Regions from separate parts of the Mus musculus genome. Here region 1 is linked to region 2. Evidence: chromatin contacts called from public HiChIP or PLAC-seq data. All regions are on one chromosome and are shown on one strand. Each heading gives the region's core, a stretch centred on a gene start, on an enhancer-like site or on the middle of the called end of the contact. The rest is flanking DNA. Distances are from core to core; before and after follow the strand shown.

The links. HiChIP or PLAC-seq counts read pairs in DNA pulled down with a chosen protein or histone mark.
Region 1: a contact with region 2 is called in an H3K27ac HiChIP or PLAC-seq map of acute myeloid leukemia, with 3 times the contacts expected there. The contact joins two enhancer-like sites. A contact is called at or near these places in 3 of 15 datasets of contacts at CTCF or cohesin (CD8 T cells, large pre-B cells and pro-B cells), 41 of 484 Hi-C or Micro-C datasets (B cells, CD4 T cells, CD8 T cells and 29 more), 16 of 115 datasets of contacts at active chromatin or transcription factors (the HPC-7 cell line, the NIH/3T3 cell line, Th17 cells and 10 more) and 2 of 9 other capture datasets (adipose tissue and liver).

The regions. Positions count from the first base shown.
Region 1 is chr19:41,452,151-41,456,636 of GRCm38.p6, forward strand. No RefSeq gene overlaps it. Among named protein-coding and RNA genes, the nearest start is that of Gm33951, 9.3 kb to the left of the region's middle. Within about 2 kb of position 3,046, at least 126 of the 459 cell types and tissues checked have an H3K27ac peak or open chromatin away from gene starts, as enhancers often do. A contact at or near this core is called in ECoMG myeloid progenitors, the G1E-ER4 cell line, the HPC-7 cell line and 4 more, where this site is marked.
Region 2 is chr19:41,317,800-41,322,817 of GRCm38.p6, forward strand. Pik3ap1 (phosphoinositide-3-kinase adaptor protein 1) reads right to left here. Exons shown (of 17, transcript NM_031376.4): 8 at 3,703-3,892. Among named protein-coding and RNA genes, the nearest start is that of Gm52406, 37 kb to the left of the region's middle. Within about 2 kb of position 3,507, at least 70 of the 459 cell types and tissues checked have an H3K27ac peak or open chromatin away from gene starts, as enhancers often do. A contact at or near this core is called in ECoMG myeloid progenitors, the G1E-ER4 cell line, the HPC-7 cell line and 4 more, where this site is marked.

The DNA.
Region 1 (4,486 bases), core at 1,796-4,295, 130 kb after region 2:
AATTATTTATTTTGATTTTACAGAAGCCCAGAGATTTTGAGTTTTAAAAGATTTTGGATTTAAAAAAAAAATCATCTATTTTAAAGAGACTGAATATTTTAAGTGTTTGATTTTTTTTTCTTTGTTTGTTTTTGGTTTTGTTTGACTGGGTTTGTCTGTGCATCCCTGGCTATCCTGGATCTCACTCTGTAGAGGAGACTGACCTCAAACTCACAGAGATAACCCCTTCCTCTGCCGATTAGCTGTTGATGGGGGAAGGCTCCGCCCACTGTGGGTGGGGCGACCCCTGGCCTGCAGCTCCTGTGTTCTGTAAGCCAGCTGAGTAAACCATGCCAAGAAAGCCTGTAAGCAGCCTCCCTCCATAGCCTGTGCATCAGCCCCTGTCTCCAGGTCCCTGCCCTGTGTGAGCTTCTGCCCTCACTGCTATTGATGATAAACTGTTATATTGACGTGTTTCCTCCCCAACTTGTTTTTGGTCCTGGTGTTTCATCACAGCAAGGGTAAAAACTAAATATATATATATATATGATTTTTAAAGAAATTATTATTTTCTCCACGTGGATGTTTTGCCTGTGTGTATGTCTGTGTGCCTCATGCCTGCCTAGTACTGTTGGAGACCAGAAGAGGATGTCGGATCCCCAGGAACTGGCATTACAGATGGTTGTGAGCAGCCATGTGGGTGCTGGAAATCCAACCCAGATCCTATGGAAGAGCAGCCAGTGCTCTTAACCACTTGTGACATCTCTCCAGCCCCGATGAGCGTAAGTTTTAACCTGAAGGTTCTGTGCTAGCATTTTGATGGGCAAAGATTCTCTAGGATGAGTGCTTAAAAAAGGAGCTTCATGGAGCTGGAGAGATGGCTCAGCGGTTAAGAGTACTGACTGCTCTTCCGAAGGTCCTGAGTTCAAATCCCGGCAACCACATGGTGGCTCACAACCATCCGTAACAAGATCTGGCGCCCTCTTCTGGACTGTCTGAATACAGCTACAGTGTACTTACATGTAAGAAAGAAAGAAAAAAAAAGAAAGAAAGAACTTCATGAATGTTTCCTGATTGCTCAGCTTACTGTTTATCTTCAGTTTTGTCTGAAGGCATGAGTTTCTTCTATCTTTCTAATAATATCGTTTATTAGGGAGTCTAACAGTGTTCAAGGGGTACTGAGGCACCTGTGAGGAGATGCCTGTGTCTGTTGTCCTGGTAATTAAGGTTGAAGCCTACCGTTATCCTGATAGTCTTCTGTGTGCCAAGAAAAATGGGAGACTCCTTTTACCATCAGGGCTTCTCCTTCTCTGGCCTTGTCTGGGAAGTTTAACACCCCCAACCACCACTAGCCCCATCTACCTATGGAGTGTCACATAGCCTTGGCTAGATTACAGGTCCAGCTATAGAAAGGTCTATAACAACCTATAGCAACCTGATCAGCAAGCACCTGAGGTTCCTGGAGCGCCTCCCCATGCTAAGGAGGCATCGCAGCACCTTAGCCTTCAGCCAATGACCTTTGCCCACCCTGGATAGTCCTACCTGCTTACCCCAAAACTATACAACCCTTGATTCACCCAGAGTCAATTTGATCCATCTCTCCAAGTCTGATCCCAGAGTGTCATTATTATTGTTGGTACTCAGGAGCTGTCCGAATCCCTGTTCATCGATTCTGCCCGCTGTGTCCACATGGGCCTGTGGCCAACGACCTCAGGGAGAAGGAAGACTCACATTTGTCTTAGTTACAGGCTTTCGGGCATAGTTACAGAACCATAGCCTCTCTCAGAATCCTTCTTTTATGTAACTGTGGACATGAAGACTTATTCATTTATTTATGCCTAGACCTTATGCTAGGCCTGTTTCCAACTATCTCATACCTTATTATCCCATTTATGCTAATCTAAGTTCTGCCACATGGATGGTTAGTTAACTCTCCTCAGTTTCATACATCTGACTTCTTCCCAGTCTGAGTGGCAAATCTTTCCTTGCCTGACTCTTCCCCAGGGTTCCTCTATCCAGGTGTCCTACCTTACTATTCTGCCTTGTGCTATAGGCCATAGGCTTTTTTATTTTAACCAATTAGAAGGTGCCTTAGTCAGGCAAAGAAGGACAGGGACACATCTTCACAGAGTGTACAAAAACATCACTCTAACACTTCCATCTTTCTGTCTGCCCTTGAAATCCAAGACTTGCTGAGGATTGGATTATAAACTTTAATTTTTCAAAACCTACTTTTAATGATGGTGTAACACTCTGAGAGCCTTAACTTATCGGAAACCCCCTGAGTGGACAACTCAGAGTTGAGAATTGAGGAATTTTATTGTTCCAGCAAGCTGGGGTCGCCCTGCACACAAAGGAGAGAGAAGGACCACGCGCAGCCTGATTGGTGAGTTTTTATACAGTTTTCAGAGCAGCAGCCATTAGGCACAATGTGATTGGCAGAACAGTGTGACTTTTAAAAACTGATTGGTCTTTAGGGAATGAGGTGGCAAGGACTTTCCTTGTCTGCAGGTGGTCAACAGTCTCAGGATGTGTCTACTTGCTCTGGTCCACAGGTGGCCAATGGTCGATCCCATCCCGTGTCTGTCTGTCTGTGTCTGTCTGTCCGTCTGTCGTCCTGTGTCGTGTGTCGTGTGTCCCCCCCCCCCCCCCCCCCCCCCCCCCGCCTGTGGTCTGAGGAATGTAGTTAGCCTCTCCCTTCTGGAGGGGAGGGGTGCCTGTGTGCTCTCTGACCTTTCTCTTCCAGGAGAGGAGGGGTCTGGTGGAATTTTCCAAAGGTCCTGAATTGATCTCTTCAGTGGTTCTTAAATGCTTTAACCTCCCTTCTAGCCCAGCACCCACCAGAGGATACAAGGGATACAGGGGAAATGAACCTGTTTAGAAAATGTTCTTTAGTACAAATCCCATCAGCATTGGTCAGGAAATCAGCAGTTCAGTTCACAGGCCAGCAGTGGCAGCTCAATCCACTTGAAAATACTTCACGAATATACCAGCAGTCCAGTTCAGTCGAGACGGGATAGCAAGCATGAATCAGCAGCAGTGGCGTGACCCAGCAGAGACAGCCAGGCCTCAGTGTCAGCATGAGTCAGCAGGCCTCAGTGTCAGCATGAGTCAGCAGAAGGAATTCAGACCAGCAGGGAAGCCAGAAAAACATTCTCAGTTGAGCCTCTCTCAAGGAAGTAAGGATTGGCAAGGGCATGAGACCAAAGAAGCATTGCAGGAGCTAGTTCTACCAGCAAGCCCCTCTCACAGTCCCTTGAGTCCCTATTTGTACTCCCTCCAAATATCATGTGTCCTCCATGGGTCTTACCTCACATGTGTTGCCTCAGCATGTGAGTCTGTCTTAGCAAAACTCCTCCCTGTATCAGCTGACGTCACTCTGCCAATCGGCCAAGTCCTCAGAAGCTTCAAGAAGCCACAGCACACTACCAGAAATTTTTTGGTCTATTTCTTCTCTCTATGGAGTCATGACAAATGGAACTCAACTACAAAATGTAAGGCAGACCAATAAATGTGTGTTGTTATCGAAGAATCCTTCATCACGAGTTCTTTCACGAGTCTGCTTCAGCAAAATATCCTTTCACCTGTGTCTGCTTCAGCAAAACACTCCTTGTGTTTGTCCCAGCAAGACACCATTCAACGCAAATGACTTTCCAAACAACCCTTAAGTTTTCACTTCCTTTGATGGTCACAAGCTAACGGCTGGCAGCTCTCTGCTGACTGATAGATGAACACCTTCAAATCCTCGTTCAAGAGAATTTCCCTGTCTCTGTCCTTGGCCAGGGGATTGGCAGGACCCCACTGAATGTTATTTCTACATCCAGGCCAGAGATTCTGTCCTCCTGACCAGGAGTTTCCCCTTAAGAGGCCTTCATTGCTACTTTCTCATTGCTAAAGAGGAAACCCTAAATCATCTAGGACCCAGACCAAAGACCAGAGCTAGGCGGCAGAATCTGGGAGGAGATGACGCAGGTGAAGCTGTGATCACCATATATTGTATGGAAAAAACAGTTTCAATTAAAGTTATGGTAATAAAATAAAAAATAAGTCCCTAATTCTTTTGGCATCTTTGCTTTGGGAGGGATGAAACTACCAAGAGTCCCCAGGATGTTTCTGGCTTTCAATCAAGAAAGAAACGGGTTGCTTTTCTTTGGGGTCTTTTTATCCTAAACTGTCTAACCGATTTCTATCTCTTATACCATCTCCCTCCTTCTGAAGCTGTAAACCCAAATGGCATCACAGACTCAGGGTGATGACTGATCTGGCTTTTTCCAGCAGAATTGGGAGTGTTGGGTGACCACATTAGAATAGCCTTCAACTATGGTTATTAAACACGCAGAAGATCAGTTGCACTAGTCTGGAACTTTTGACTATTGTATACTGTTTGAAAAAACAGATAGTTCTAAATAAACTTTAGACATAGATTTTATAGATCTTAGTCAGTCCTTGTAATTATTGATCAACGGCATTAGAAACTTTAACGTATCATCTCTAAGTCTCATCTTTT
Region 2 (5,018 bases), core at 2,257-4,756:
GAGGCAGAGACACACAGTCACCGCCTGGTGGCAGCATATCTAAGCTAAAGACTGAGAGTGTGAAAGGGTGTGTGTGTGGTGGTGGTGGGGGGGGGGGTGTGCACTAAGGGTGTGTGACAACACGTTGGTGGAGGTGGGGGCTGTTGCTCAGGGAGCTAAGGGAGTGGAACAGAGCCATAATCCCCAGGTCAGACCTCCAGTTTTTCCTCTTAGCTCCCCTTCATTAAACACTGAGAGCTCCTCTGTGACCTTCCTACACAGTGGTTGTCTGAGGCTCCCTTTGGGGAAGAACTCATTTTTCCCAACGCTAATCAATAAAAGGACATATTTGTCCCAACAACAGTCACGGGCTCATACTAAAGCCTCCGGTGAACCAATAGTCTGAGTAAGTGGTGAGTGACTTTCCCTAAAACACTGATTTTAAGCCTCTAAGAGTTACCATTAGGAATGACAATAAAGGTGTGCATTGACACACCTGGCTATTCAGACATACAGAAGCAGCTCCCGAGGCATGTCCGCCCCAAGGGCAGCAAACACAACCCCAGAAGGACAGGTTAGGGGGTCCTTTACCCTACTGTGGTGGCAGACAGACTTTCCTCTAGGACCTGAAGACTCAGATTCCTGAGCCAGTTTTCTCCTGATAGACTTAGGGATGTCACTAACTCTTGGACCATGTAGTTTACTCCCTGTAAAGCAGAGGCTCGTGTGGTTTGGTTCTGTGGTTGCTGGGTTCGACCTGGGGAATAATCCCTTCTCTGCTGGTCCAGAAGGATGGCCAGGTAAGACCGAACAGATAAGAGCAGCCATCCCACTTCTGGGGAAGGCAAATGTGTGGGCATCACCATGTTAGCGCAGCATCTGAGATGGGTCTGCTTGCCCTCTGTCCTGCTTCTTCTAGAACGAAACTGTCATCTCACCCGGGCAGTCACTGTGGGTGAAATGAGTGAATCTTCCCAGGCCCGAGTGGCTGCATCTTCTGAACCAGCAGGGAAGAGATCAAGGGAGGAGATCATTCCTGGGTTAGACCCAGTAACCACAGACACAGAAACAACCCAGAGCACGCCAACTGTCAGAAACTTCAGAGATTATATGATCTGGCAAACTAAAACTGTCATCACTTCATTCTCTACCCAAACAGTAGCTGTGCCCTACAACCTACAGCCTGCCTCTTTCCCGGTAACCTCCGTGGGTCTGTGACATCCAGACCCTCCTGACCCTGAGCGACTTTACAGGTTGCCTTCCAGTCACAACGAGTCTGGTCCCATAGCATCCCCTGAAGCACTAGTGAGCATGGGAGCCCTTTGGGAGGCCTGCAATACGATGGGGAAAATTCATATTTTGGAGGAGGGGGAACAGCATGCATGAAGACTGTCAACAGACACTGTCAGTAAGCAAGGAATTCATTGTTCAACAGCCCCCAGGCTAGGGAATGGGCCAGGAAGCAGGTCTGCTTTCTGGATTCCTAAAGGGTCCTGCCCGAAGTTTTCTGCATGAGTCCCTGTGCTAAAGTGGAAAAAGTCAGGTCTTTGTCCACTGTGACTCCAACACCCAGGGAGAGAATCAAGTAGCTGCAACAGAAATGTCCTTGGAAATACATGCTAGCTATGAAGGTAGATGAGCAGGGGTGTGTGTGTGTGTGTGTGTGTGTGTGTGTGTGTGTGTGTGTGTGTGTTCATGTCAGCAGCTGGGTTTCTTTGTTTGGGGATCTTCTTGTTTAGGATCTGAGACAAGGTCTGCTGGTAATCCAGGCTAGTCTTTTTGTTTGGTTGGTTGGTTTTTTTGTTTTTGTTTTTTGTTTTTTTGAGACAGGGTTTCTCTGTATAGCCCTGGCTGTCCTGTGCACCACCACTGCCCGGCTTAATCCCCCTGCCTCAGCCCAAGTGTCGGAATTACAGGAATGAGTAGCCTTGAGCTGTTTTGTTAGCTAGCTCCTGGATCTGCACATGGGGAGAAAACAGCCTTAGAGGCCAAAAGGCTTGCTGGAGGGGACGGGAACTACAACGACGTCCCAAGTTAGAGACAAATTTGGCCTGAGTTAAATGGTATGGAATTTGTGCTCTATAGGTTGTTAGCTGTGGCATTTGGGGAAGTGAACCTCTCTTTAACAGCAGGTAGCAACAGCATCCGTGGGGTTGCCATGTGGATTCAGTGAGTAAAACAGTGTGATGGTGTGGATCATGCCTCCTTCCTCACAGATCCAGCAAGCCGGGGCTCATTTGTGAAGAGCTTCCAAGTGTGCTTCTTCCTCTCCCCAAGGGTGAAGGCAAGGGACCCCCAGTCAGCCTGCACCTCCTACTCTACAGACTCCTGGTGGGGCTGGCGGTTCCGTAAGCTCATGGGCAGGAGAAGCAGGCTCCTTTCCCTGGTAGGTCCTGAAAGGGGTGGGGGAGTACTCAGCTTAGCCATCCTGGAAATCCCGCATCCATAAAACTGACGGGTTGCCGCTTAGTTATCTTATCTTTCTTGAACCTATTAAGTGGACTCAGAGGGAAAGAGCGCTAAGTCCTGCGCAGTGTGTCAGAATGCTTAGTGCTTCGTTGTACACGACAGGAAATCCAATCTCATTTAGATCAACCTCTCTGAAGGGTGGCACCAGGCCCCCTACAGGGAGTTCTGAAGAGCTCCGAGGGTGGTTTGGATTGCCACTACAGTGGAGGAACACGGACTCTAACCAATTCTAAATTGTCAAGCTGAGGAGATGGCTTAGTTGGTAAGACACCGACCGTGAAAGTCCAAGGAGCTAGAGCCCACACAAAATCTAGTTGTGGTCTCCTGCATCTGTGGCCCTGTGAAAGGGAGGCAGAGACAGAAAGATTCCCCAGAGCTTGCTGATCAGACAGTCTACCAATCAGTGAGCCCACGGAGGTCAAAGTCAGACCCTTCAAAAGATGATGACCTCTGACCTCCACAGACACATGCACACAGGCACATACGCCTTCATATCCACTGCATGCACGCGCACACACACACACACACACACACACACACACACACACACACACGGGGTCGGGAGGACTAGATATGTCTTTTAAAGTACATTTTGTACATTGAATTTTCTAAGAATTCAACATTGTATAAGGTTGTGAAGAGAGTTTCATCATTTAAGAAACTCCAGGTGCCAAGGCCAACACTGTTCTAGGTAGTTGAGTCACCAAGACAACAGACACATGTCAGTCAACATGTAAGGCTATGACGTTGGTGGTGGCTCTGAGTGTAGTTGCCTGTACAGGGCTATTTCACATGTCTTCACATGAAGACATGCCTATTCACATGTCTTCACATGCAGACATGTGTAAGCATGTGAAGTCTCCACTTACTATACACTCAATTAAGGCAGTATAGGGAAGCCAGTGGGTTTCATGTGTGTTATACCATACATAAATCGTGTGTCAGATAATAAAGCATTGTGAAACATTGTCATAAAAGGGCCCACAGAGACTGGTAGGGCTGAGAGCTTGTTGACCACAGGCCATGCTGTCAAGACGAGAGGCTTCCAGGCAAGCAGTGGAGGAAGTTGGAAAAAGTCTCTCTTGCTATGACACACAGCTGCAGCCCTGATGCTGTTGCAACACAGGCTCTTCACTGGGTGTTTTCAGAGATAATCAGGGCCTTTTGGGGGCCTTTCCCCCTTTGGACTAGCATGAAAAAAAAAAGCCATTTCTCAGCAGCAGGACAAAAGCAGAACCAGGCAGAGCTACTTACAGAGGTCTTCTGTGGCTGCTGGGGCGAAGGCAGCCATGGACTCGTAGAGCTCATCGTCACAGCCAGGGTTGAGGGAGCACTTCATCAGCAGGTCTGTGGATAGGTGGGCCATGGACTCGTACACATCGTCCGCCTCCTCCCCTTGCATCAACTCCTCCTTAATGTGTGTCTTCAGCATGTCCACCGTCTCCTGCGAGAGAAGACGGACCCATTGCACACTGAGGAATCTGGCTAGCTGGGCAGACTCAAGTCCATAGTGGACTTGAAGTGGGCAAAGGGTGTGGTCACGGACCAGGGTTATAGTTGTTTGCAGGTATTAGCGGGTATTCTTCGCCTGGCAGAGCTCTAACCTTTGTTCCTTCCTCTAACGCTAAATACAGAGTTAAGCAGTTATATCCTGGTTAAATGTTCAGGGGTCTGGGAACGTAAATAAAAACTACACTTCATGAGTACCTAGTAAGAATCAGGCTCAGCACTGGGCACAAACCAGCACCCACCTCCTTCGGAAACCCCCCCTCTCCCTCTTTTAGACGTGGAAAAACAAAGCTCAGAAAATCTAGTCCTCCCTGCAGGGCTCACATTCTCAGTTTTGATCCTTATAACGGCCCGGTGGGCACTCAGTGAGAAACAAATGACACAGAGGGCCACACAGATGCACAGCCTATGCAAGTGCGCCTGCACTTGTGCAACCAAGTGTCCTGAGGGATGTCTTCACCCCTGCACCTTATGGAAGGTTTATCCAAGTGCCTGACAATTTCCAGGGCTTTCTTCCCCGGCTATCAGCATTCTAGATGTCCCCAAAGACAGGGACCTTACATAAAGGAATCTTGATGTCAGAAAGGCTAGCCCTGTCCCTCTGTCTCCAGATAGTATGAGGCTGTGGGCTGACTTCCCCACAACCTGTGAACAGCTTTTCCTGGCCCAACAGCTTAGTGTGTGTCATAATCCTTACCTCTGCCTCAAACCACAGACAGCTCCCTTCTCCTCATTAACTCCTGGCAGAGGCCACCTTTGGTTGGCACTATGTTAGTTTCCTGAATCCAGTAACAGTTTCTTATGTTTGGGATTCCAGGTTTAGCATTTGGCAAATAAATAAATAAAATGTGCACTACTTATAGGCCAGTGGTTCTCAACCTTCCTAATGCTGCAACCCTCTAACCTGGCTCCTCATGTTGTTGTGGCTCCCAACCATAAACTTATTTTTATTGCTACTTCATTACTGTAATTTTGCTTCTGTTATGATTCATAATATAAATACCTGTATTTTCCAATGGTCTTAGATGACCCCTGTAAAAGGATTGTTTGATTCCCCAGGG